6 separate regions of the Mus musculus genome follow, and regions 2, 3, 4, 5 and 6 are each linked to region 1. The links are chromatin contacts, called in public promoter capture Hi-C maps. All regions are on one chromosome and are shown on one strand. Each heading gives the region's core, a stretch centred on a gene start, on an enhancer-like site or on the middle of the called end of the contact. The rest is flanking DNA. Distances are from core to core; before and after follow the strand shown.

Region 1 (3,460 bases), core at 311-2,810:
GACAAGCTTTGCCCACACCAACATCCCTGCTCACTATTCTATCCATTCCGCTTCTCAACAGATGATCGCTCTGACGTGATGCACACAGACAGCAACGGTCAAAATGACAATCAGGCCATTATAGTCGCTACCGGGATCTACCCCCACCTCTGCCCAAGACTGCCTGCTTCTGGGACACTGTAAACATTCCCAAATAACCCTGCCTGCCTGGGCAGACAAGAGACAAGTCAGACGCCAGGGGCACATATGAAGTGACAGACCGCTGGTGTCACTTCACCCTCCTGGGAAGGAAACTTCCGTTTGGTAGCGCCTGGTAGACCCACAGCTGGGTCAGATGGCTGGCTACAGGCCCCCAGTCCAGTGAGAGGTTGGGCCACCCACGGGCCTGGGCTGTGCTCCACACAGTGAGGGTTTTCAAAACAAAAGCAGGACAAGTTCATGTGGCAAATGACCCAGTATGTAGGGGCAGGCCTTCACCACATGCTTCATTGAAAGCCAAAACTCCACATTCACCCACAGAGAGACTAAACAGAAAACATATAGAGGGCAGCTACGTGCTCAGCGCTGTTTTGTTTTTTGGCTGATTTTTTTCCCCAAGCCATAACTGGCTGAGCCCCAACAGAACCAGCCCCCTGCAAATCATCGGGCGCCAGCAACAGGTGCAGCTCGAGCTAAAGCTGGTGGTGGTTCCGGGCGGTTCTAGAATAACGCAGCCCGAATCTTCCAGGAAGCCACCGCCTTGCAGTGCCCACTGCCCGGCGGTGGCAACCTCACCGCGGCCGCACCTGTCTGAGTGCACCGCGCCACATCCGGTGCACCCGAGCCAAGGCCTGGGAGACCGAAATAGAAGCTGGTTAGGCCGGGGCTGGGAGCCCGGCTACGGGCACCGGGCCTGACCTGGGAGGCACCGATCAAGGAGTCAGCACCCGGGGGTCCCAGCGTGCAGGGCCTGGCTGGTCAAGTCGCATCCGCTGCCTGTCCCGTGTCCCTGCTCCAGCCACCTGCCTGCCAGGGCCTGGCGGGAGCTAGGGAAGGGACGCCGGAGAGAGATCCGGGCTGGGGTGGAACTGCAGAGAGGGTCTGGAAAACGCGGTGGAAATGTAGAGGGGGGTGAGGAATCCGGATGGGACTCAGAGGGGACCCAAAGGATCCTGATGCGAACGCAGAGGGAGTCCGGGGGCATCCAGGTGGGAATGCAGACTAGGTCCTAGCGGTGTGGGAGAACCTGGGGAAGAAGCTCGGAGAGGGATCCTGGGAGCCCCGAGGGGGTCGCAGGAGAGGCTCCAACAGGGTTCCTAGGTTTACCGCGGGGGCTCGCCGCGCTCCGCGCACCTGCCCAACCCCGCGCGCGCTCCTCCCGCGCCGGCCCAGTCGCTTACCTGGAGCGCGCGTCCGACCCGCGGAGGCTCTCGGCGGGGGCTGGCCAGGCCAGCTCCGCGCCAAGAATGGCGGCGGCGTTGGTGGCAGCGACGACAGAGGCGAACGGCGCCAGGAGCTTGAGTCGGGGAGGCCGGGAGACGCGCGGAGATGCTGCGGCGCGAGAGGGAGCGGAGGCCGGCGTGGGGAAGGAGGGCGCGGGGCTAGCGTGCAGGCCCCACCCCCTCTCCCTCCCTTCCCGCCTCCTCCCCTCCCCCTCCCGTCTCTTCCCTCCCTTCGCCCCTCCCCCTTCCTCCTAGTCCCTCCTCTCACCCCAACCTCTCTCCCTTCTTCCTTGCCCTCCCGCGCCCCGCCCCTGTCTTCACCTACCCCAGTCTTTTTCTCCTGCTCCCCTCTTGTTTCCTTTCTCCCTCCCTTCCTTTCCTTCCCCATTTACCTTCCACCACCTCTTCCTCTTTTCATCCAACTCCCTCGTCCTCTTCCCCCGTGTCCCCCCCCCCCCGTCCCCCATCCCCCAAAGCCCCATGGTCCAGACCCCAGGGGCTCTTTCCTACCCAAGTCTGGTCTCTTGAAAACAGAGGAGATTACCAGCAAAAGGAGCCTTTTGATCCTTTCAGCCTCCTAATGATCCAGCCTGCTCGTCCAGGTCCCCAAAGTCTCCTGTGCCCCATGCTCTGGGGTCACCAGCGTTGACCCCAGAGATGCTGGGCTCTTACCTTTATGATCTAGGATAGACCCTTTGGGGTTCTCAATGCAAGGTGTGGGTGGTTCTTCCCATGGACCAAGGCTTCCTGTATGCAGCTCCCGATGAGATACATTTCTAACTAATTCTGGGCCTTCCGAAGTTGGTTGGTACAAAGGGTAGACATAGCCAGGTCCTTAACATGCTTTCTGAGGTTGGTGCTCCAGAACCTATGATTAAAAAAAAACCCAGACAGTGGTGCTTTGTTGTAATCCCAGTGTTGAGGCAGAGACTATTGGTGGAACCCTGGATGGAGTTCACTGGCCAGCCAGCCTGCCTTACTTAATCCGAAGTCAGACTCAGATTTCAGTAAGGGACCCTGTCTCCTAAAACTAAGTGGACAACACCTGGGTTGACCTCATGGCATATTGCATGGGTACACACACACAGACACACACACACACTGCAGCCACAGGGCATGTCCTTTTCTGCCCTTGAAGGGAGAAGTGACCCTCAGTTCACACAGTAACTGGCCAGGTGGGAAGTGCTGCCCAGAGACACAGTCCCTCCCTAAAAGGAAACCCAGTTCCTTAATGAACCTGCCGGAAGAACCAAGAAATAGATCAAGACCAGTCTCTAGGCAGACTGGTGGCTTCCTGAATTCCAGAAGGCCCTTAGGGGCTTCCAGCAGGGATGAGGCTGTTGGGAAGGCAGGCAGCTGACAGCAGTTAAACTGAGCAAGCCCTTCCTAAAGGATAGAAGGTCCTAGAAAGAACCAGGAAGCTTCTTCAGGTTAGGTGTGCCAGTCAGTGCTGGCTCAGAGAGCACAATAGGCCTACTAGAGGTCAAAACAGTAGAACCAACCAGAGGAGGGTCGGTTGTCTTTGCTCTAGGGCTGTGTTTCTCAACCTGTGGGTCAAGAACCCTTTGAGGGTGGGAATTCGAAGGTCTTGTTCACAGGGGTCACCTAAGACCATTGGAGAACACAGATATTTACATTATAATTCATAACAGTAGCAAAATTACAGTTACAAAGTAGCAACAAAACTAATTTTATGGTTGGGGAGCCATCACAACAGGAGGAACACTATCACAGGGTCACAGCATCAGGAAGGTTGCCGACCAGTGCTCTAGGGGGGCTCATAACCTGCATTGAATCTAGAACCTGACAAAACTCAGCTGGGGGCTTGCTTCCAAGTTGACCTTGGGCCTCAGTTCTCTTTTTTTGTTGTTGTTGGTGGTGGTGGTTTTTGTTTGTTTTTTTGAGACAGAGTTCCTCTGTGTATCCCTGCCAGTCCTGGAACTCACTCTGTAGACCAGGCTGGCCTCGAACTCAGAAATCCGCCTGCCTCTGCCTCCACAGTGCTGGGATTAAAGGCGTGCGCCACCACTCCTGGCATG
Region 2 (3,460 bases), core at 714-3,213, 860 kb before region 1:
TGAACAAAATTTTTGTATTTGATTCTCAAAATACTCAATATTATTAATATTTTTGATGTATAAAATGCATTTAAATAATAAAAAATTTTTAAGAAAAAAAAGGAAAAGAACAACAAACACAACCCCAAACCAGTAGCTGACAAAACAGGCTGAAAGTGAGAGTTGAGACTAACCAAACAGAAAATAATGAACAATGAAAAAAAAATCCTGGTCCTTGGAAAGGAGAGAGGAAACTGAGGAAGCATTCCCAAATCTAAGGATAGAGAAGATACAGGGTAAAACTAGAGACAAATGACTGTGATACAGTAGCAGATACAGCAAGGCTCTAACAACCTTTAGAACAGGGCTGGAGAGATGGCTTGGGCTTTGAGAGCACTGACTGATCTTTCAGAGGTCCAGAGTTTAATTCCCAGCAACCACATGGTGGCTCACGACCACCTGTAATGGGATCTGATGTCCTCTTCTGGTGTGTCTGAAGACAGCAACTGTGTACTAACTCACAACAAATCAATATATAGATCATAAAAAGGAAAAAAAGAACCATTAGAACATATCTAAGAATCTTTGAAACAGATATAGGAAACCTATCCTGCAACCAATTGTCAAACAGGGAGTAATGGACAAATTTCAAAATATATATAAAATGCTTGAATAGATCAATAACAAGCAATGAAGTTAAAATATTACCTGGAAAAACATCAACAAAACTCCAAGGCTTGACATATTCATAAATGAATTCTACCAGACTTTTAAAGAACACCAATGTTCCTAAGATAATTCCATAAACTAAAAGGGAAGGGACACTTTCCACTGTGTTCCAGAAAGCCAACATTACCCTGTAACCAAAACCAGACAAACAGAAAGCTCGCTGCTTCTGTGGATAGAGTTGCTTACCACCAGACCAGATGATCCAAGTTTTGTTCCTGGAGCCCACATGGTGGAATGAGAGAACTGGCCTCACAATTGGTCCTCTGTCCTTCCCATGTGTGCAGACATACACAAACAATTAAAATTACAGTAAACCAAACACTATTACCAATATTTTCATGTAAAAGAAGTGACAAACCTTAACGAGAGTCCGTGATACTTCATGATAAACAACACATTTATAAGCTCATGTTCATGAACATCAGTCCACTCAGGAATATAAGGTGAGTCTGAAATACACGAATCCATAAATAAAATCATGTGAAGAGTGTACGAGACGAAAAAGGACCTCGCCTTAAGAATAAAAAGTGTCAGCCAGGTGTGGTGGCATATGCCTTTAATCTTAGCACCTGAGAGGAAGAGGCAGGCATATTTTTGAGTTCAAGGCCAGCCTACAGAGTGAGCTCCAGGACAGACAAGGCTACACAGAGTAAACCCTGTCTCGAAAACAAACAAACAAACAAAAACAAAGAATGAAAAGTGTCATTTTCCAGAAAGTAGGTGGAACTAAGGAAAATGCTTCATGTGACAAGCCAAGTCTCTAAAGACAACTGTGGTATGTTCTCATTTCTATGCATAATGTGCCCGTTTTGGAGGAACCTGGACATAAAAGGGGGACATGAAAGAGGGCAAGGCTCTGCTTCCCTGTGATGGTCCACAGGGCTTGTGCTGGGCAGGAGCCTGCTTGTCTCAGCCACCCCGAACTGTCCAGGGAGTGCTGCACAGAGTCCTGGGACGTTCAGCATCTATATTCTGCAGCCCCAAGGCCTCCAATCGCCAGGCAGTGGGAAGAAAGGGTCAGTGCCTACAACACAACCAAAGTGGTTCTGACAAGATGAGAAGGCGGGTTAGGGAGTCACATCAGCAGCAAGACTAGAAAAACTAGGCTGTACCTGGGTGCTGGGGGAGTAGACAGGAGCAGCTCTCCTGAAATCATGCCTGAGCACACTGACTCTACCTCTGTAGCCCCGGAGTGAAAACTTAACCTCAGTTATAACAGGTCAGTTACCAACTGTCTCAGCACCTTCGCACCAACTGTAACTCCAGGTCAAGATCTAATTGGTCACATGTCCAGAACTTGGCCAATCAGACTGGGTAGTGAACCAGGACTCTCCTGATTGGTCATACTGAGGTCATGTGACTCGTGTACACATGAGAAGGTTCATGTCCCTACCACAAGCAGACAGCCTTATTACAGCAGGGTTAAGGAGAGAGGCTTTGCATGCTCTGTGCTTCCTTTCCAGGACTGTGCCAGCTAGGGTGCACCTCCCCATCCCATTGCCTCTGTCCACAGGAGAGCTCGCTTGCTATTGCACTTCCTTTCTCAGGTCCCAAAATACAGAGCTATTTCTGAAGGGCAGATTTTCGGTTTGCTCCCAGCTGCGGGTCCTCCCTGAGTACAAAAGCCTTCAGTTATGTATTCAGTCAGTGATCCTTCACCTTTCACTAGGGATCATCTACTGGGTCCAGAGGGCCACAAGACTGAAGGAATTCCTGTCTTCAAAAAACTCACAGTGGGCGGTGGTGGCTCATGCCTTTAATCCCAGCACCCGGGAGGCAGAGACAGGCAGATTTCTGGCCAGCCTGGTCTACAAAGTGAGTTCCAGGACAGCCAGGACTATATAGTGAAACCCTGTCTCGAAAACAAACAATCAAACAAACAAACAAAAAACTCACAGTATAAAAGTAAAAGTGAGACACTTTTAAGCAGTGTCTATGTCTACAAGTGTATACTGTCCTTTACCTCAGAGTAAGGCTCTTCCTTAATGCCTGCCCTGCCATGTGTGCTAATACCATTAACTAGTGAGCTCCAAAGGTGTATCGTAAAATAGTCATAGCTTGTCATACTTGGTTTTGCTCCCAAAATATTTTAAAATTAAAAGCTATTTTCTATTGCCTTTTCTGATCGTTCATTGCACTATTTTAGTGATGGATAATTTTAATCCAGAATTTTTTTTCTCAGATGTAGCAATTTCCCCAAATTTTTCATGACTTCTCCAGTACTTTTGGAAAATAGTTTCAATCTCTTGCTAACTAGCCCTCCTGGTTCCTGTGCACTTCCTGTGTTTCCTCCCAACCTTCAATTTTTGGTTTCTTCTAACTTAATGATTTCATATGTTTTTGAGAACTCCGTACAGGGGAACTATGTCCACTTCAGTCATGCTCCTGCCCCTCAGCTTCTCCCATTCCCCACCCAACTCATGATTTCTTTATTGTTGCACATTTATGTGGGTATAATAAGTACAGGGTCTGAGATTCAAGTTCTGGGACACAGCAAAGAGCAATAGTGTCAGCCCGTCTTCTCTGGGGAGACTCTTGAGCTCTGATTTATCACACCAAGGAAGATTTCTCAGATATTGGGATTGTTTTGTCATTATCAATCATAGTGGTACAACTCTATTTAAATTATGTATACACTTCAATACACAAATTGTGTGTGTGTGTGTGTGTGTGTGTGTGTGTGTGTGTGTGTGTGTGTGTTTTCAAGGATTAGTTTCATTTTCATGCCCCCCATCTCTCTGAAAGGTGAGTG
Region 3 (3,460 bases), core at 492-2,991, 830 kb after region 1:
AATAGGGATTCTAAAGGTTGAACTCAGATCATCCTGGTTGCAAGACAAGCACTTTTCCTACTGCACCCTCTCCACAGTGCAGGGAGAGATGATTGTGGAAGATGTTTCAGAAGACGCATGGGTAGAGAACACAAGTTTGGCATGCCTCAGATCTGGTTTGCTTTAGGGACCGATCTTGCTTTCAGGATCTGCACAGACAACACCCAGTGTTGCTACTTCAAGGTGTTGGCAGGCACAGCGTTTCTGTACCAAATGTCACTTATTCCAGGATCCCTGTCTCCTGTTTTCCTAGCCTTCTTGGAAAGGCTACTGTGCATTCTTAGCTCTGAGCAATGATCATTTTCCCACCTATTATTCCCCTCTCTCTTCACCTCTCTTTCCTTCCCCTCCTCTTCCCCCGCCCATCTTCCATCCTCTCTCCTCCTGCCCATTCAGACATTTTCCCTCCCCTTTCAACTCTGACCCCATCACAGATGCCCCTGGACGATAGCCACAGAGACTGAGTGGTACTCAGGCTGGAGTGAACCTGCTGTCCTGCTCTCTCTGTATCAGATGCAGACCGCATCCCTAGAGTTTTACACACCGAAGCCTTCAGTATCTCATTATCTCCCAGGCCCTCCACTCACTGCCTGGTCTCACCACCACCCACACATTCTTTTACCCTGGAGGGCACACAAAGGTAGAGAAGAGGGTTAAGCCCTTCCAGCAAAAGTCACACCCTCCTCTCTCACATCTATGAGGGGCAAGTTCAAGGTCTGTCTGCCGAGCATGCACGTACATACACATACACATTTCCTCCTACTACTTACCGAACTTCCCTCTCCTTACCGCTCCTCTTACCCTCCCCCTTACCCTCCCTCTCCTCCTCCTCTCTCTCTCCCCTTACCTTCCCACTTCCCCTTCTTCCCCCTCCTTTCTTTCTCTCTCTCTCTCTCTCTCTCTCTCTCTCTCTCTCTCTCTCTCTCTCTCTCTCTCTCTGTATTCTATGCCTACTTATGTGTGTTGATGTGCATGCCCATGCATGCAAATGCAGATGCCCAAGGAAGATTTCCAGAATCTTCCTCTATCACTTCCCACTTATTCTTCTGAAACAGGGTCTCTCTCTGAGCAGAGGCTCACTGCCTCAGCTGGGCTGGTCAGCCTGGGAGCTCATAGCATTTGTCTCTCTCCAACCTCCGTCGCTGGGCTTACAGGCACATGTGAAGATGTCCAGCCTGATTTACCGCAAGTGTTCTCACCCACTGAACCATATCCCAGCCCCTTACACGTGTGTGTGTGTGTGTGTGTGTGTGTGTTTTCACACATTGTCCTTTCTGCAAGCCAGCACACATTGTGAATGGTTTCCCTAGAAAACAGGCTCAACCCTTTATTCATATATGGTGTTTTATTGTGTGACTGGGCGTTACCCAATGACCAACCAGGCTTTTATCAGCCACATAGTCATCCCAAAGGAGTTGGCACCTCAGGGTGCTCGTGACTGACTGTAGGAGGGAGGAGGTGTTTCCACAGTGGTGAAATTTCAAAACACAAATCTACGATGGCGGAGAAGGGTCTTTCACCCTTCACCAGCTTCTCTGAGCTTCAAGCAGGGGCCTGGAGGGAGCCCTGGCCACTCTGCCAGGCAAGCGCCATTTCAAAAGAAATCATTCGTAAAGTTGCAACCTCCTCCTACTTTGAGGAGATGGGTATGGCAGGAGAAAGGGAAGTGAGGTCACTTCCGGTCCCAAGGCCCAGCTCAGCCTGGACTGTGGCTGTGGCCTTGATGTTGTGTGCTTGGAGAAAGCTGTACAAACCACCCCAGTTTACAGACACCCTTCTCCAGGCTGCTGGGACTTGATTGAGCTCTTCCCAAGTCCAGTGCATTTATGCTGGATGCTCTGAAAATTCATCTTCCTTCCTTTAGCAAATGCAGAGGCCACAGAGGCCTCAGGGACTCCCAGACCGCAGATGTCCCACGGACTCGCCCTTCCCCAGATCTCATGATTAGAACGCATGAGTTGCTGGAAAGGCGGCGAATAGCATGGCCTCAGAGGAATGAGGCTCTGAACTGGGAGAGTCACACCTCCTATTGCCATGCCAGCCAGATCTCACCTTCTCCGGGGCCTTCCTAAGTACTGATTCCTCCTATGATGTCAGGACTGCCTTGTGCCTGTGTCTCGAGGTTCAAGGGTGCACCTGTATGTTGTCACTCGCCATGGGGGCCTGAAGTCCTACATGTAGCTCCTGGTACCAGTGGAACAATGAAGTCTCATTCACCTACAGACGCCTCAGGCCTTGGGCTGTCTCTGTTGGCTCATGCCACGTGGCTATCATTCCCGTCTCAGGTGGGGGATGCTACCTGCTAATGTCAAACAATGTCTTAAACCCGGCCTTGGCACTGAAGAGAAAGGGAAGAAGACCATAGGAGTAGAAGAGTTCATAACCTCCTTTGTGTGCTCCAGAAAGTTCTGTTAACAAGCTCATTAGACTCCTCACCTGTCCTTCACCTGAGTCTAGGGGCTTCACAGACACCCCAAAGCCTGTGCCTGTGGCCCTGAGCCACACCCCCCCAAGCTCTTTCACTGATCTCCAAAGCGCCATGGCCCTGCTGGATCTTTGCCATAGTCCATCTCCAACCCTTGGCGTTTCCCTCTGGCTAACTCGCTGGCTCTGGTACAGAGCCCTCCTGTCATCTCGAGGTCTGGGTGCTGCGTGCCCACCACCTGCCCATTTGCTGGTGCTGGAGAGCACCTGCTGCCCACCAGGGCCACCAACTGTAGTGACGGTACTGCTTCCTAGGTCAAAAGGTCGCAGTAGGGGTAATATGGTGTGTGCTCTCTCTCGCAGGATCAGGGCCAGAGACAACAGCGGCTCCTATGCTCTGTGCCTGCTGCACGAAGGGAAAGTATTGCACTACCGCATTGACAGGGACAAGACCGGGAAGCTCTCCATTCCTGAGGGGAAGAAGTTTGACACCCTCTGGCAGGTATGTCTCTGTCTCTCTGTCTCTCTCTCTCTGGACTCACTTCTGTGTGTCTCTGTATCTCTCTCTCTTTGTCTGTCTGCCTCTCTCTCTGTCTCTCTAGACTCTTTCTTTCTCTGGACTCTCTTCTCTGTCTCTCCCTGTCTGTCTCTGTCTCTCTCTGTCTCTCCCTCCCTCCTGGAGGGCACAATGCAGACCCACTGGGATGCTAGTTCCAAAACTCTTAGGAACAAGAGGAGGAACGAGGCTATCTGTCCCATACCCTCCATCAACCCACTTTCTGATTTCTAGAAGACTTGTGTGAGAAATGTTCACACAGACCGTCATCAAGTCAATGAAGCCACAAACAGGCTCCGTCACCTGGTTAGAGCCATAAGTTCCTGGTGCCTCAAGATCATGTATTTTAGGGCAGCATTAAGAATTTGACAGAAGGCCATGCCATCAGGGACTGGAATAACATGTGCATGCATGCACACACACACACACACACACACACAC
Region 4 (3,460 bases), core at 648-3,147, 770 kb after region 1:
GACCATCATCACTTCAGAGGGCCCAAAATAATACTGATAGCTATGGTTAAATGTTAAGGCTCTCTTTCTCCATGCCCACGGTCACATCATTTAGGTCTAAGTGTGACAGAGCAAGAAGACCTTGTGTTCTTCCCAAGGACACTTCAGACTTAACTAAAATCTGATCTTGATTGAGAATCCCATGGGAAATGACCCAACCCAGTTCTATTCTAGGAACCTAGAGTCAGGATACCTCTTAGGTTCTGTTAGACTGTTTGCTTGGACAAACCGCCCCCTGAAGCTGCTGAGTGAGATATCAGGGTATAGTTTTGCCTTTTAAAAGCCCCTTGGTCTAAATATTCAGGGCTACAGGTGGGTCCCTGAAAAATTGAGTGTAGTCCCGGCTCGCTGGAATAGACTTTGAGTTGGCTATAAACAGAGTGGTCATCTCTGGTACATACTCTGTAACATAAGCATGCCACATTCTTATTTTAATACATCCCGTCTTCAACTCACTGACTTGTTCTGAAATTTTTCTCTGCAGCAAAAGTCAGGTCCCAACTGCATCTAAGTAGCAGTCTCTCAGAAGAGTTCCTGGCGATGTTGGTTATATTACAGGGAGATAGGCAACACACGGCAAGATAAAGGCCCATGGGAGCCAATATTAATCTGGCTCATGACCTGTAATAATCGAGCCATTGAAGTTCCAATCAGTCAACCTTGTAAAATGTCTAGCACAAGCATGGCCTTTTAAGAACTCCAGCTGATGGCGCCCACATTTACTTCATGACTCAGAGAGGGCGAGACAGCATCCCTCACAGAACTTGACAAAGGGCTGGTGGGTGAGGCTATAGAGGATAAGCAAGGTGCACAGCCAGCCAGGGTTGTCCTGTGATGCAGATGAAATCATATGAGGTTTGATGCCCAGTTCTGTGGGGTCAGATGTCAGCGCCTGCTACAACTGCATAAACTAGCTCTGGTCTGCATCCGCTGCTTACAAAGTCAGATTGGTCCAAAATCCTTTGTACAGAAGGACAGCCAACTCTTCAGAGTTAATCCTGCATCTCTAAATAACCAGCTAACAGCCAGCACAGGTGTGTCGGGAAAGGCATTTGGAGGGGCACTGTCTGAAACTCCTCCTGGGTGAAGCACACCCCCCACTCCAGGTGACTGATGGAGCTAAACCGGCCCTCACAAGATTTGCTCCTGTGACTGGTTGGGGAGAGAGCCACACCTGGAGCCCTGGAGCCCTGGAGCCCTGGAGCCCTGGAGCCCTGGAGCCCTGGAGCCCTGGAGCCCTGGAGCCCTGGAGCCCTGGAGCCCTGGAGCCCTGGAGCCCTGGAGCCCTGGAGCCCTGGAGCCCTGGAGCCCTGGAGCCCTGGAGCCCTGACTCCTAAAACCATTGTCTGGGCTGGGCTTCCCTTGAGGACATTCCTCTGCCAATCAAATCAGGTGCTAAAGACAGCTGGTATGAGCAGTTTTCATAGTCACGTGGGTGATGTACTTAAAAGTTCGGTTTTTTGTTTTGTTTTGTTTTAAGATCTTGAGAATCTCGTGTAGCCCAGACTGGCCTTGAACTCACCACGTAGCCAAGCATGACTTCAAGCTTCTGATCCATCTGCCTCCGCCTTCTGAGTGCTGAGGTTGCACAAATCATTTATGTGGTGCTGGGGATCGAACCCAGGACTCCAGGAGTTCTAGGCAGACACTCCACCAACTGTGAATCACTTTTGTTTTTTGTTTTTCATAAAATGTTTAAAGTATTGGCTGCTTAGAAGCCTTTGATAATAACTTGCTCACCAGAATGGAGAAGGTCTGCAGTGACTGTGGACACCAGACATCGCTGTGTATGGATGTGGCTTCAGGAAACCAGGTAAAGAAATGTTCGTTCAGTGACCTGAGCATAGAGGTCACATTCAAGCTAAAGAAGGAACTAACCCCAGACCAGCCAAAAATCCCTGCTTGTTCATTATGATAATCTGGCATTCACATCTGAATCCTAGCAACTATGGCTAGACATTTTTTCAAGGTTTTTGAAAACAACCTGTGACATGCACACGTTCTCCAAATGGGCAATTTCGGAGGCAGCAGCCCATACCGAATGCCTGGCAGAGGATGTCACCATGGTGTCATTTAGTCTCACAGTCAGTTCCCCAAAAGCAGAAGAACTTCCATTATGGGCGCATTAATAACTGCTATAAATAGAGCCCGGGAAGAATACAAAGCGGTTATCGTGTCTCGTCATGCGTGAAATGTAAGGACTCTGTTAAAGAGGACAAGGTCTCACTGGTGCCTTCATGTCTGAGCTGGCTCTCCTGGAATGGGATTGCATCCTTGCTGTGTGTTCTTAGCCTCCTTTTGGACAGGGAGCCCTTGTCCAGATGAGACTGGTTTTGCTAAAAGCTGGCAGCTGTTACCAGTTGCTCACTTAGAAGGAAGATGTCTGTCTGGCTGACAGTATAGTGCCCTCTGCTGGATTTCAAGTCAGGTCGGGCAAGGAAAACCTCTAGGAAACTTTCCCTTTCCCTCTCTTTATGTGTGTGTGTGTGTGTGCGCGCGCGCGCGCGTATGTGTGAGTGTGCGTGCATATTTGTACATGTGTATATGTATATGTGTGTATATGTGTATATATGTATGTGTGTACATACACACACACATACACAAACACTGTGCAGGTGCATGTGTGTACATGTGTGCACATGTTTGTGGGAGTCAGAGTACAACCTCCAATGTCATTCCTCAAATGCCTTCCACCTTTTTTTTGAAGGACGGTTGCTCTGTGGCCTGGAACTTTGCCAAGCAGTCTTGGTACTCCTGGAGTTCACCCATCTCCACCTCCACCTCCCTGGCTCTGGAATTACAATCGTGTGTGGCCATACATGGCTTTTGCCCAAGGATTGAAGTCAGGTACACACGCATGTGCAGCAAGCACTCTACACTGAGTGGTCTACTCAACCTAGGTCACTCATTTTTGATAAAGCTCGTGAGACCTATGAGGAGGTCTCCATGGGAGTCAAGTAGGACTGTTACGGTTGGAAAATATCTCACTCTCCACAGCCATAGCTGGGATATTTGAAGGTCAACTGAAGACAAAGATACAGTAGGAGCCCAGCAAGGTGCACAGAGCTCATTCTGAGGCCCTGGTGCCTGCAGTCCCAGTTGCACCTCTTCGCAGTAATGGAGACTCGGAACTTGAAAAAGAGAATGATGTAAGTGGTTGACACACTGTGTTAAGCCTCACCATTTCAACAAAGCTGCTCACCACCTGTACTCCAACTTCCTTTTGAAAGCCGCAAAACTTGAAAGCGTGCAGACCATGGGTATGGGACCCAAGGTCACTGCCTGCTCAGGGGTAGAGAAGAGACGAATCCATTCATTCTCCCCTGCGGGTCCTGATCTTGGAAGAGCTTCCCTAAGTCAGTGCGCATCACAAGGGAGCCTCAGCCAGGAACTGTGGCTGACTAACTCCAATCTCCTTACA
Region 5 (3,460 bases), core at 706-3,205, 740 kb after region 1:
TTCTGTTGACAAGGCTGGTTGCTAGCCAGCTGCTGGAGTCCCCTCCCTGCCCAGCTTGCCTTTCAAACTGTGAGTCTGAAGCCTCCAGAGCACCCTGCTAAGGCACTCATGAAAAAGCTTCTGGGGGTTCCTGTATAAGCCCTACACACGGGTCCCCAACACAAGAAAACTGAACAGGATTCGGAGCCTGGCTACAGTCTGTGTCAGCCCTGCCTCTCCCCGCTCCTTGCCTGGGTTCTCCAGGGACAGCCACCTGCACTAAATGTAAAATCTTCAGTCAAACGGACCTCCTACCTGTACCACCTTCTGTTTCTCTGATATATTTGGGATGGGGGTGCGGGGGGTGTTGTGTCTTCTTGTGCTCAGGGCCCTCTCCAGTTCGAAGGGCACAGATAAAACTGAATAGTTTGCAATTTTAGGCAACAACAATTTCTTTTTTTAAAGTATGATTCCCATACAAATTTGTTAAATTTATTCTAATTTTATTCCCTTTTCTCTACCACCCACTCCACCTCCTCGAACCCAAATGCCAGTGGGAAAGAACACATCTAGACTGATCTGAGATCTAAAATACTTCAGCTTTTTTGCTGTTACTTAGAAAATAGTCATTTAAAATAATATTTTATGGGTTTTTTTTTCTTTTAAGCAAATCACAAAACTTCTGCTAGTATAAACTAGTATGCACGGGGGCCCGATTAAAAGCTAACAAGAACCAAAATGTGAAATGAATTCCTAAACAAGGCTGGCTGGGCACGGATTCCTCCACCCAAGTTATACTGTGTTCCACCTTTGAAGGCATGGAACAACCGAGATGTGTGGTGTCCAGTTCCAAAGATCCCCCAACCCCAAAGAATATGAACTGGGACATGGAATCGCAAAGCAGGGTGGGGAAGTCCAACCCTTGGGCAGCCAGCTGTCATTGTCCTCTGATGGAGACCCACGTTCTTCTGCCTGGACTAGATGCTGAGACTTGCCTGAGCTCCCACCGGGAGAAGAAGGGGAGTCCCGTGGATATCCCAAGCCTGGTCTTTAAAATAGGAAATGAGACATTGGGGCGGGTCCCTTTCCAGAGCGTTAAGTCTAGAGGTTGGGATCCAAACATCAGGAATCCCCTAGCCATTTCTTCTTGGCTCTGAATGTTTCTTTCTCTAGCTGTACCTCTTTAGGAGACTTTTCCTAAATCGATGGAATCTTCCGCATTCATTAGAATACCTGCAGTCAAAGAATTTCCCCAACCGCAACTCCTGTTAGGACGGGATCCCTAATCTTGGGTAAGACCCTGAGGTTTTGCCCCTTCAAAGCAATGTTAGGTGTTCAGTCTAACGTTCTCCCAACTGAGCTATGGCTTCGTCCTCGCCCTCCCCTCCTGGAAGGATGCAGGATGAGGCTGGCTGGTCCCCCTCTCCAAGTCCTGGGATACATACTGATCTTCAGCCCCAGAGAGTAATCCTGCTCCTCTGGCTCCCAGGACTGGCCAAAAGCGCCGGGCACCCGCGAGCTGTATCCAGCTCCAGCCGAGAGCCGTGGTGGCTTGCTTACCTGGGGAGAGCCGGCTCAGAGCCGCAGGTCTCCAGGCGCAGCTCCGGGACCCGCTGCGCGCAGCGCGATGCGGTGGCTGCTGAGGCGGAGTGCGCGCTGCTCCCGCCTGATGACGCTGTCAGCTGCCCTGCGCCCCGCACCGCCCTGTGCACCGCACCCCCAGTGCAATGTCCAGAGCCCTGCACCTCCAGTGCAACGCCCAATGCAACGTCCTGCCCCCTGTGCTGCCCCTCTCTGTCTGCCCCTCTCTGCCTTATGCACCCGCCCGAGCTCTCTGCACAGCCTTACAACCTCCAGCACCGCTCCCTGCACCGCCCGCACGCGCGCCTGGCCCTGTGCAGTCCTCCCACGCGGTGCTCTCTGGCTCTAGCCTCCCGGCCTCCGGCTCCACCCTCCTCAAGCTCCTGCAAGCACAGTGGTTGCTCGTTGCGGTGGCCTGCTTTTCACCGGGAGCCTTCAGCTGCCCTCTACCGAAAGCTTCTGGAATAGATGACAAGAGACTAGAATTTTCTGAAAATTAAATGAATCAAAAATCATTCCGTTGAAAGGACAGTGGATTCCTGTGTTTAAAACTATGCTCCTACCCTAGTGTACTTAATCACTGCTTACCACGCAATAAGACTTGGTCACTGGGCAAGGTTTCTGTTCCTGTAGCTGTGACAAAAACAAGCTAAGGAAAACTGGGTTTGCTCTGGCTCATAGTTCAGAGTAAAAAAGCAAAGCAGGAAAAAAAAAATCTTGAAATGGCTGATCACATCGCATCGGTAATCAGAACTTAGACGACTGTGGAAGCACGCTGCTACCGAGATCAATTTGTATAGTCCAGGATCCTGTACCCAGGAATGGTCTAGCCCACAGTCAAGACCGGCCTTTGCACAACACTTAAGTAATCAAGATAATCTCTCCTCCCACAAGCCTGAGGCCCGTCTCCAGGTGACTCTAGATTCTGTCAAGTCGACAATAGTAGTCACATGTGCTAAATCACAAGACAGCCTGTCACTTAGAGGTGCCAAGAAATTCCCTGCCTGAAAGGCAACCATACTACAAGAATTCAAGCGTTTTAACAGGACAGGGCTCTGACATCACCTCTTTGGGTAAGCTTGGGGGACCACGCTGCTCAGCAGCTTTTCATGACCATTTCAAAGAATTAACAGAGAGAGAGAGAGAGAGAGAGAGAGAGAGAGAGAGAGAGAGAGAGAGAGAGAGAGAGAGAGAGAGAGAGAGAGAATATGCTGTACTGACATTTTGTAAGCGCTGGACAGGAACATCTACCTATATCATACTTGCACTCTATGGCTGGAGGAAACTCTTTTTTTCTTTTTTTATCCTTATCTTTGTCCTTTGGTGATGTGGTAAAAGAATTACAAAATGGGGCCTGTATCTTCTAAATTAGGCTTAGCTTACAGATTCTGTAAGCTATAATATAGTCACTTTTCTGTTTGGGTAAGTTCTGGAGTCCTGTAATTTCAGAGGATATAATCCTTTGAAGTTGGTTTGCAAAGCAAATCTCTGCCCTGCTATTCACAGGAAACATGTTTGTTTGTTTGTTTGTTTGTTTTGAAATCTTACCTAAGATATGCTTTCACTATTTACAGTTAAGATAACATCTTTGTTCCTTAGTTCAGCTTGACTCTGGCCTTAGTGCTATGGCTACTAAAATAAGAAGGGAGTAGACCATTTTTAACAAGGCCATTTGAGAGTGGCCTTCACAAATGTAGCCCTACTTTGAATATGCCTGTGAGCAGGAAGTCCACATGTCCACAGTCTCTCCATTATGAAGGTCTGTGTATGACTGTGGAGATGACTCAGTTGCTACAGGACTTGGGGAGCACACACAAGAATCCGAGCTTGATCCCATGCATGCAAAAAAAAAAAAAAAAATTAACATTTTGACATTCTTGTAATCCCAGAGTTGTAGAGC
Region 6 (3,460 bases), core at 419-2,918, 620 kb before region 1:
AAAGCCACAGAGCCAGCTTGCTGGCCCCTGAAGTTCTACATCGAAAGTCACGATCCCTCCAAGTCTCTACAGAGTCCACTGAAGCTCTGAGAGGGGACCAGTCAAGTTGGGCACCCAGGCAATGTAGAGTCCCATCACCCCTGCAGATGATAGGCTGCCTCTGCGGGAGGGCAGCTGAAGGCTTCCAAAATCAGGCTGGACAGACATTCCATGGTGTCTGTTGAATAAGCTGACACTTGGCAGGTGCATAGGGGAAAACCACTCTTTAGCAGTTGATATGGGGATAGAAAAGTGACTACCGGTGAATGTGACAGGGTCGAGGGATTTAGTCCACCCCCACAGGGGAAAGGCAGGCGTAGCTCACTTACTGGAGATGAACAGGTCCTTGGAGGAATACACATGAGATAGAGGAGGCTCAGGCAGTTTGTCTGGGAATTGTGAAAGTCTCTGTCGATGGCAGTTCAGTTCTCTCGGCAAACCTGCCTTGAGGGCACAACGGGGAAGCACAGAGAAACCTCTCCTCGGTTTGCTGTTTTCAGAGTGCTTAGAACTCCAAACAACCAGCGCACCAAAGTGGCATGATCTGGGATCCTATATGCTGGTTTCCGTCACCGCCTCTAAGTTTCAATAATTTCCTACAACCTTTTTGCAATATGTTTTATTTATTCTTACTTTATGTGTATGAATGCGTTGCCCGCATTGTACCATATGTGTGCCTGGTGCCCTTAGAAGCCAGAAGAGGGTGTGTGATCCCTTAGAACTGGAGTTTCAGAAGTTTTGTAAGCCACCTTGAGGGTGCTGACAAAAGAACACGCGTCCTCGGCAAGAGCCACCAGCCAGCGCTCTTAATGACTCAGCCATCTTTCCAGATCCTACTCTTTAATTTTTAAAATACTGCTCTTGAGGGTTAGTTATCTAGATCCCTAAGGTTTTGGGTGTGCCGGTACACGCTGACCCACAAGAGTGCCTCCTCCAGCTTGGCAGGGAGCTGAAACTTTCTTACTGTAAAAACTTCTGGACCGTCACAGCGCCTGCGTATCTTTAGCACTCTGGCTCTCCTCCGTCAACGTTGAGATCTGCCCTCAATTTTCTTCCAGAACTCCAGGATATGGGCGGTGGAGGTATACATCCGGAACACAAGAGCCCAGGCTCCCCATAGCCTGCCTATTTCGATTAGAGGTAGAAGAACCCTTTAGCTTCCTCAACCCTTTTCAGAGGCCCTAAGCAGACACAACAGCTTCGGGGGTGGGGGGTGGGGGTGGGGGCTCCAGGCTCAATGAGGGAATGCTTTTCTGGATTGGGAGGGCGGATTGGAGATGGCCAGCTGGAGCCAGGAAAGCTGTAAGGCTTATCTAGGGCTGGAAGATTCTCCAAGGGAGGGTGAGGGGCGTGGCGTGGATGGAGGAGTAGGGGCAGTGGGCGGGGCAGAACCCTGGTGAGTCTAGGCTCTTTTGGGTGAGGTGGGGAGGGGCTGGTGGGCGGAACAGAACTCCGGTCCGCAGAACAGAGCAGGAGTGGATTAGGTGGTGTGGAACTGGGCCCGTGGGGTGGGATGGGGGCGTGGACCCGAACAAGCCTCGGATGTCCGGACTAGTTGTGGGTGAGCGAGACAGGATGCCGGTGGGCGGGGCGCAGGTGGAGCGGGGCAGGGCTCTGGTGGATGTTAAGGACTCTGGTGGGTAGAGAGGGTTTGCAAGGCAGGATAAAATAGAGGGTGGGAGAGGTTGATGGCGTGGCTCTGCTTTTTGGTGCGGGGCACCCAGCTGTCATCGCTGCTGTCGCAGCTTCTGGAGTGGCCACTGTGCTCTCTCCTCCCTTCGGCTCAAGGTGAGCTGTTCCAGCAGAAGGCGGGGCTGAGAGGCGCCTAGTGCTGCGGGAGGCTCAGTGTCATCTTCCAGCTAACAGGTGGCCGTGCAGCCCAGGGCTCGTCTCTCCACTGTGTCCTCTTCACGCCGAGCTCGTGGCGATGGTGGACGTGCTGGGCGGGCGGCGCCTGGTGACCCGGGAGGGCACGGTGGTGGAGGCCGAGGTGGCGCTGCAGAACAAGGTGGTAGCTTTGTACTTTGCGGCGGGCCGGTGCTCGCCCAGCCGCGACTTCACGCCGCTGCTCTGCGACTTCTACACGGAGCTGGTGAGCGAGGCGCGGCGGCCCGCTCCCTTCGAGGTGGTTTTCGTGTCGGCAGACGGCAGTGCGGAGGAGATGTTGGACTTCATGCGCGAGCTGCACGGCTCCTGGCTGGCATTGCCCTTCCACGACCCCTACCGGCAGTGAGTGGGGACCCAGGGGTCATGGGGCTGGCGCTCTGGCTCCCCCAGGACTGCACCTGTACCGTGCTATTGTTTCAGAGCCCTTAACTTTCTATCTGGCCTTTTTTGCTGTTCAGATCTCAATGTGGGCCAATTCCCCCGAATCTTGGTTTCAGCATCCACGGGGCTCCGGTCTGCCAGCGTTTTCTGCCTTTTACGATTGGAGTGTCAGGAATTCACATGTCTCAGGAGCCCCAGGACTGGTACTGATGCTGGCTGGCATCCCTTAGCTAGGCTCCTTGATCAGTGGGCAGAAGGAAGGGTGGGAAGCCACCCTCCTGACGCTGTGGATCCCCGCCTTATCCACAGAGCTGAGTTGGGGGGAGCGGATGTACCCCGGGAGAAGTGGGGAGGGCCTCATAGCGCTCATAGCGGGAAGAGCTAGGTCAAATATTAGCTAGCCATCTCTGCGACTTATTTTTACCTACAGCAATGGAGTTCCCTAACTACAGATGTTAGAGCAGGCAGGGCTTGAGAGTTTCAGGAGAAGAAGCAATAAAGGGTGAGAGGTGGGTATGGAAGAGTCCAGATGGAGATCTCATAACACACGTCCCCCAGACCTGCCCGCTTCTAGGACAGATGTCAGTTCCTGGGTATCCTTTAACTCTGGGTCCTGGCTTTGTTATCCAAGTTGCGATGCTACCGGTGAATCCTTTCTGGAAAACGAAGCAAAGCCAACTTTGAGATGTCCCATGGATTCATAATAACTAGAAGCCCCCTTATTCTCTCTCTGTGTGTATGTGTCCGTGTGTGCACGTTCACAAGTGTGCACTTGTGCATGCATGTCAGTAGACAACCTCTGCTATTATTTCGCAGATGTCACCACCTTGCTTTTTTGAGACAGGGCCTTGCACTCTCCTGTAATTCACTTAGCTGGCTAGGCTAGCGGGCCAGTGAGCCCTAGGACATCAGTCTCTGCCTTCTCAGCTCTGGGATTATGAGTGTTTTATATGTGGTTTTTCGGGACCGAATTTATGCCCTCATGCTCGCAAAGCTCTTTACTGTCGGAACCACCTCCCTGGGGGTTTCCTAAACTCATTCTCTTTGGTGATTCCCTGGGAGGTGGAGAACCCTGGGGAAGCTGCTTAGCCTTGGGGCAGGCTTGAGGCCTTACTCATGCTGGTACCATGAAAATCCCATTGATAGTAAGTCT

What was found. Promoter capture Hi-C pulls out the DNA fragments that hold promoters and counts their contacts.
Region 2: a promoter capture Hi-C map of liver shows a contact between it and region 1, with 4 times the contacts expected there. The contact joins the promoter of 1700048B10Rik here to the promoter of Sema4d in region 1. A contact is called at or near these places in 5 of 39 promoter capture datasets (the 3T3-L1 cell line, liver and stem cell-derived epiblast-like cells).
Region 3: a contact with region 1 is called in a promoter capture Hi-C map of neutrophils, with 5 times the contacts expected there. The contact joins the enhancer-like site here to the promoter of Sema4d in region 1. A contact is called at or near these places in 9 of 39 promoter capture datasets (the 3T3-L1 cell line, 3T3-L1-derived adipocytes, hippocampal neurons and 4 more), 1 of 484 Hi-C or Micro-C datasets (bone marrow-derived macrophages) and 7 of 115 datasets of contacts at active chromatin or transcription factors (T-cell acute lymphoblastic leukemia, double positive thymocytes, embryonic hindbrain and 4 more).
Region 4: a promoter capture Hi-C map of the HPC-7 cell line shows a contact between it and region 1. The contact joins the enhancer-like site here to the promoter of Sema4d in region 1. A contact is called at or near these places in 9 of 39 promoter capture datasets (3T3-L1-derived adipocytes, the C10 cell line, the HPC-7 cell line and 5 more), 7 of 115 datasets of contacts at active chromatin or transcription factors (bone marrow-derived dendritic cells, double positive thymocytes, embryonic stem cells and 2 more) and 1 of 9 other capture datasets (embryonic stem cells).
Region 5: a contact with region 1 is called in a promoter capture Hi-C map of neutrophils, with 5 times the contacts expected there. The contact joins the promoter of Diras2 here to the promoter of Sema4d in region 1. A contact is called at or near these places in 9 of 39 promoter capture datasets (the 3T3-L1 cell line, cranial neural crest, embryonic stem cells and 5 more), 4 of 115 datasets of contacts at active chromatin or transcription factors (astrocytes, embryonic stem cells, forebrain and 1 more) and 1 of 9 other capture datasets (liver).
Region 6: a promoter capture Hi-C map of pre-B cells shows a contact between it and region 1, with 2.2 times the contacts expected there. The contact joins the promoter of Nxnl2 here to the promoter of Sema4d in region 1. A contact is called at or near these places in 3 of 39 promoter capture datasets (embryonic stem cells, liver and pre-B cells).

The regions. Positions count from the first base shown.
Region 1 is chr13:51,792,118-51,795,577 of GRCm38.p6, forward strand. Sema4d (sema domain, immunoglobulin domain (Ig), transmembrane domain (TM) and short cytoplasmic domain, (semaphorin) 4D) reads right to left here and starts at 1,561. Exons shown (of 16, transcript NM_013660.5): 1 at 1,380-1,561.
Region 2 is chr13:50,932,189-50,935,648 of GRCm38.p6, forward strand. It overlaps 1700048B10Rik (a long non-coding RNA gene), which reads right to left and starts at 1,964. Exons shown (of 5, transcript XR_382361.2): 1 at 1,821-1,964; 2 at 1,067-1,157.
Region 3 is chr13:52,617,975-52,621,434 of GRCm38.p6, forward strand. Syk (spleen tyrosine kinase) reads left to right here. Exons shown (of 14, transcript NM_011518.2): 4 at 2,827-2,965. Among named protein-coding and RNA genes, the nearest start is that of Syk, 23 kb to the left of the region's middle. Within about 2 kb of position 1,742, at least 28 of the 459 cell types and tissues checked have an H3K27ac peak or open chromatin away from gene starts, as enhancers often do. A contact at or near this core is called in bone marrow-derived macrophages and neutrophils, where this site is marked.
Region 4 is chr13:52,563,149-52,566,608 of GRCm38.p6, forward strand. No RefSeq gene overlaps it. Among named protein-coding and RNA genes, the nearest start is that of Gm2848, 8.3 kb to the right of the region's middle. Within about 2 kb of position 1,898, at least 56 of the 459 cell types and tissues checked have an H3K27ac peak or open chromatin away from gene starts, as enhancers often do. A contact at or near this core is called in the HPC-7 cell line, pre-B cells and pro-B cells, where this site is marked.
Region 5 is chr13:52,528,881-52,532,340 of GRCm38.p6, forward strand. Diras2 (DIRAS family, GTP-binding RAS-like 2) reads right to left here and starts at 1,956. Exons shown (of 2, transcript NM_001024474.2): 1 at 1,540-1,956.
Region 6 is chr13:51,169,357-51,172,816 of GRCm38.p6, forward strand. Nxnl2 (nucleoredoxin-like 2) reads left to right here and starts at 1,669. Exons shown (of 2, transcript NM_029173.4): 1 at 1,669-2,268. The coding sequence starts at 1,967.